Regions from separate parts of the Gossypium hirsutum genome. Here region 1 is linked to region 2. The links are chromatin contacts, called in public Hi-C maps. All regions are on one chromosome and are shown on one strand. The core of a region is the stretch at or near the end of the contact, and the rest is flanking DNA. Distances in the headings are between cores, read along the strand shown.

What was found. Hi-C and Micro-C count contacts between places; a contact is called where the count stands out from the background.
Region 1: a contact with region 2 is called in a Hi-C map of hypocotyl, with 4 times the contacts expected there. The contact joins the promoter of LOC121213624 here to the enhancer-like site in region 2. A contact is called at or near these places in 12 of 34 Hi-C or Micro-C datasets (anther, callus, hypocotyl and 2 more).

The regions. Positions count from the first base shown.
Region 1 is chrD01:33,456,924-33,459,944 of Gossypium_hirsutum_v2.1, forward strand. It overlaps LOC121213624 (trihelix transcription factor PTL), which reads left to right and starts at 1,517. Exons shown (of 2, transcript XM_041086434.1): 1 at 1,517-2,136; 2 at 2,680-3,021. The coding sequence starts at 1,697.
Region 2 is chrD01:33,333,943-33,336,642 of Gossypium_hirsutum_v2.1, forward strand. No RefSeq gene overlaps it. Among protein-coding and RNA genes, the nearest start is that of LOC121214381, 11 kb to the right of the region's middle. Within about 2 kb of position 1,324, at least 3 of the 9 cell types and tissues checked have an H3K27ac peak or open chromatin away from gene starts, as enhancers often do. A contact at or near this core is called in hypocotyl and leaf, where this site is marked.

The DNA of each region.
Region 1 (3,021 bases), core at 267-2,766, 120 kb after region 2:
TAAATATGTTGGTAATAAGGATTAATAAAGGAAGGTGCAGAAATGAACGACAATTGACAAATTCAGCTCAAGAATCTATCAAAATGATGAACTGTTTAAGGCTTCCAAGCCCCAAAGGGCCCAAAGGTTTTTCTCGCGGTCGAGGAATGGGTTGTGATTGGAATGTTTTGACACTACCCTTGATTTTGGCCCCGGACTCGATTCAATTTAATTTTATTATAAAAAATTAATAATTCAAGTTTTTTAATTTAAAATCATTTTATTCAAAATGATCGACACAAAATGATTGGAACCTAGAGTGGTTTGGATTAAAAATGATTTGAATAAATAATTCAAAATGATATGGATCTCTTTTCTAAATTTAAAAAATGGGTAAAAATATATTTTTAGTTCTTTTTAATTTTGAAATTGGACAAATTAGTCCCTCTAAAAAATCTGGGAAATTTAATTCCTATCAATTTTGAATGTGAGAAATTAAGAACAATTAACCATGACGTTAATGTTTTCTATCATTTGTACATAATTTTGATTAGTATAATAACAAATTTAGCCATTAAAATTTACACATTTTGTTAATTTGGTAATAACTTAACAAATTTATCCTGTAATATTTTTGTAAATGTTAAATATTGAGGCTAAATTTGTTAAATTTTTTAGAATCTAGACCAAATTGACAAAACATATAAACATCGAGAGCTAAAATCATTTACAATTGACTGAAGACATTAATACCATGATTAATTGTCCTTAATTATTCACTTTCACTCTTAAAATTAACATAAATTAAATTAAAAAGAATGAATAAATGTTTTTATAAAAAATTCAAAAATTCTTTTACTTAAAATAAGCGGATACAAAATAAATATCAAAATCCAAGTTAAGGTACACCCAAATTAACCTGGGTTAGGATTAGAGGTGTTCATGGGCCGGGCTGGGCCCAGAAAAAATTTCGGCCCGGGTCCTAGGCCCGGGCCCGGCCCGGCCCAAAATATGGGCCTAGAATTTTGCCCAGGCCTGGCCTGGGAAAAAATTCATAAGCCCGGGCCCGGCCCGTTTTTTAAATATATACCAAAAATTTATTTTAAAAATTAAAATAAAAATTAAAAAAAGTATTTTAAAAATATTTTAAAATTAAAAAAAGTATTTTAAAAAAATTTTAAAAAAATTTTAAAATTAAAAAAAAAGTATTTTAAAAATATTTTAAAATTAAAAAAAGTATTTTAAAAAAATTTTAAAATTAAAAAATTAAAAAAAAGTATTTTAAAAATATTTTAAAATTAAAAAATAAAAATAAAAATATTTTTGCCGAAGCCCATATTTCGGGCCTATATTTTTACCAAAACTCTCCCATATTTCGGGCGGGCCGTCGAGCCGGCCCGGGCCGCCCGGCCCATGAACACCTCTAGTTAGGATTAATAGACACTCCAATTATGTACAAATGTAGGTAATTTTGGAAAAGATTGTAGCAAAATACGTATATTTGTAGAGTGTGGGACCGTTGTCCTAAGCTTAATTTGGAGATTTTTCGTGGACGACACGATCCGAGTCTGCCGCTTTCTCTATCTCTCTCTCTCATACACTCTTTCTCTCTATTAAAAACTTTCTCTTTCACTCTTTATTTTTATTTTTCTAGCTTTACTCTACTCTTTCCTTTTCCTTATCCATTGTTTTTTTCTTTTTGGATTCATAAATCGATATGGAAATGGAGGATCATCGTCACCATCAATATGCCATACCCGATCTTAGGCAACTACTCAACGGAAAACCCATCAATTTCCAAGCAATTCCACAGGATACTGAGTTATTCTCCCCCGGCCACCACCGGAATCTGCCGCCATCGCAGCAACCCCACCACCCCTTCGATGTGATGCAAATGGTGGGTAGACATGAGTTCCCTTCTGATTCTACTGGTAATACTAATGGCACTCCCATGGCTGCTGTTGCCACTGTCACTAGTGCTTCCACACTTAGTCCCAGCTGTGGGTTCGACGGTGAAGCCACTGCTTTTGGAGGTGACGGAGGAAATGGAAGGTGGCCGAGACAAGAGACTTTAACACTTCTTGAGATCAGATCTCATCTCGACCCCAAGTTCAAAGAAGCTAATCAAAAGGGTCCTTTGTGGGATGAAGTTTCCAGGTATATACAAATAATATATTTATTCTTCCATGCTCTCCATACCCTAATTCTCTATTTTCTTCCATTCCCAAAGCTAGCAACTTCACTCCACGGATTGTTTCTCCTTTTAAAGATATGAAATGGGGTTCAAACCAGGAACAGTATTACACGAGTTTTCTTCTTTTATTTATTTTTAAAGAAAATAAACGATAGCTGATCATTTCTATAGTCTTCAACTGACTTGCTCTCTTTTTTTCCTTTGAAAATGTGTTGCCTCCATTATTGTGCAAGTTTTTACTGGTTTTTACTATAAAAATGACTAACCTTTTGGATGTTTTAAGTACCCATCTGCAAGTTTTTTCCATGAAAAGACGTTTTCATCAGTCCCTTGCCGAAAGACCCATCTTTATTTTTCAATTTTGAATGGTCAAATAAGAGCTTTATCAACATTCATCACATGATATTTCCATGGTCATACAAATTTGAATTAGGGTTCATCTGTTTTCTAATAGGTTTAAAGTTTAATTTATTGCCATTTCCTTCCCTTTTCTCTTGGTGCTGTAGAGTCATGTTTGAGGAACATGGGTACCAAAGGAGTGGGAAAAAATGCAGGGAAAAATTCGAAAACTTGTATAAATATTATAAAAAGACTAAGGAAGGCAAGGCTGGGAGACAGGATGGTAAACACTATCGATTCTTTCGTCAACTTGAAGCTTTATATGGGGATACCAGCAACAACAATGGAGTTTTAGGCCAAGAAACTCCCCTAATCGGCAACAGTTTTCAGTTTCATGGTGCCCAAAATAGCATCAATACTCAAGCAAATCAAGAGATCTATCACTCGCAAAAGCTTTGCAGTGATAGTCTTAGTCTCTCAAGTTCCTCAAAATTCGACACTTGTTCCTC
Region 2 (2,700 bases), core at 74-2,573:
AATAAGGGGATCTGTGGGGGTGAGAGGTTAAGAGTTGTAGGTTTTTTCAACCCTTAAATAGGTATAGTCAAAACTCCTCTTGTGATACAAATTTCCAAACTTGGAGGGTTTGGAAAATAGCTCGAATGGAAGGACCGTCTCGAATAGGTTCAATTGGTGGAAACCTTGACCCGTAGCACTTGAATACTTTAAGGAACCGTAGTTATATTAAAACTATGACCCACTTAAATGTGAAAGAATACTCGAACCTTGGTAAGCAAAGCCGCCACACTCCGTGATGGGAAATGAATTGATAAGACAATTGGGTGAATGCCACAAACTCATAAAAGTTTGATAAGTTCAGCTTAATCCAATGAAGAACCGTGAGATAATAATCTCACCAACAAAGTTTATATTCAGAATAATTATCTAACCTCAACATCGTCCTTTTACAAGATATATATAGGCCCTAATTTGACTATTCAAATTCAGCAGCTACACTAGCTTTTATCACAACTTAAAATTTGGTTATAACTTTATGATGGGCAACCAATAAGTCATGACTCTTCACTTGATTCAGATAGCTAAAAAGTCATGTCTCTTCATTTGTTGAAAGCTTAATCTTCCATGATTGTGCTGTTTAGTGTCCCTTTATCCCCCTTATGACCAAATGTTATGTTGCTTGACATTCATCTCTTTTAATGGCTCCATAATGATCCTTAAGGGCATGAAACCAATCAGATTTTGAAGAGTCACTCATGATTCATTTAAACAACCACCATAATGAGCTTTAAATGAATGAAATCGATTAGACTTGAAGAGTTATTCTTAGTCCTATAAATAGTCAGCTACAAGATAAATAATTAGACATTAAACATTGACAACTTTTCATATTCATATTCAGCTAAAATATTTAACTTAAAACACACATATTTATGATTGAAACCAGCATAATGTAAATACACACATGCATTTATTTATGAACATGTAACTCCAACCTATGCTTAAATATAATTAACATATAAGATGCATAAATGCATGGCTTAATTAAAATGCAAACTTATTTTCATAATGTACATAATTAAAACACAAACTTAATTAACATATGAGATGGTTTTATGCATGACTTAATTAAATGCAAAATACATAATGCTAGACACAATTAAAGATGTAGACATATAATGCAAGACATAATTTAAAGATACAAACTTATTAAACTGAAATGAAACTTAATTAAAGTCTTCTTAAACTGTCTCATGATTAACCAAACCCAATGGAGGTCTCATCCAACTCTCGGATCAGCATTTGACTTGGTCTTGGCCAATCAGAACATAATTAATTTGGGCTTGTTCCCAATGTCCACACATAGGCCCTTTAAACTCTTCTTTGACCCACTTTGTTCGCCCCCCATAGTTGACCTAATTGGTAAACACAAATGATCAATCTTTGTTCTAGCTATCTCAAGAAGATGTGGTTCATGGAAATTAGGCCCAACTTCAAATTGTTTCACCTTGGCAAGAATTGATTCAGCCTTGGTGGGCAGAATCACATCATCTTGTATCATTCACTTATCGATATTAGTCTATTCATGGGTTTTTCCGAAAGGGTTTTCACGTAAAATTTATGTGTTTTTATTTTTATTTTTCTTATTATTTTGCGATCATTCTATTACCAGTATTGACGTCTCTCATAACAATACGTTTAGGGTTTAATCTTACATATCATTAATATAAAAATGTACATTATAATAATGTAATTGTATATAGGGTTAGTAATCTTAAATAATCTACCTTAATTATATAATCCTAATTGTATATATTATAATCTACCGTAAAATGAGTTACACGTTTAATGTTTAGGTACATATCATTAATAAAATAATACAAATTATAATATCATAATTGTATAATAATATTATTATACATTCATAATTTACATATATATATATAACAATTGATATATTATATGTCCTTAAACATGTATGTATACAATTATTTATAATATAACATGTATTGAATATAATTAAGTGATATTAGAAAATAAATTTATATTATAATATTTATTTTAATTATATAAATATGAAATAATTTTTTTAAAGTAATTTAACTAATTGAGTTAATAAAATAATAAAAAAAGCAGTGAAAAATTTAGGAATTACGATGGTCTCATCTCATTGTTTGCTTAGGTTTAAAAATAAAAAAATAAAATTTAGAAGAAGCTACATGACATTTAAAAGAAGACGAAATAGTTATTTTCAATTTTATTATTAATTAGTATATTTATTTTAAAAAAATATTTTTATTATATTTTTATACATTAATTATTAACTTGTGTAAATTATAACTAATGTTTAAGAGCAGTATTAGTAGTTAAAACATGGTTTTATGTGTAAGAGGTTTTGGGTGCAAACTTGTTAGAAGAGGTCTATTTGCATCCGCTTTGAATCCGTAAAATTTGAATTGGATAAATCCGAAATTCGAATTGCCATCCCTATCAAAGCTATAAAGCTTTGGGACTTGAGTTAGCAATAACTTTCACCTTGAGGTGTGAACTTTTTTTATCCAAATTAGTCATTGAATTTGATAAATGTTTCTATATTGGGATATGGACTAGACAATTGCTCTCACATTAGAATTTTAATTTTTTTATTTAAATTAATCCCTAAACTTAAAAATTGTTTTAAGAACTGTTTTCATATTGAAGTTTGATATTTGGCAATTA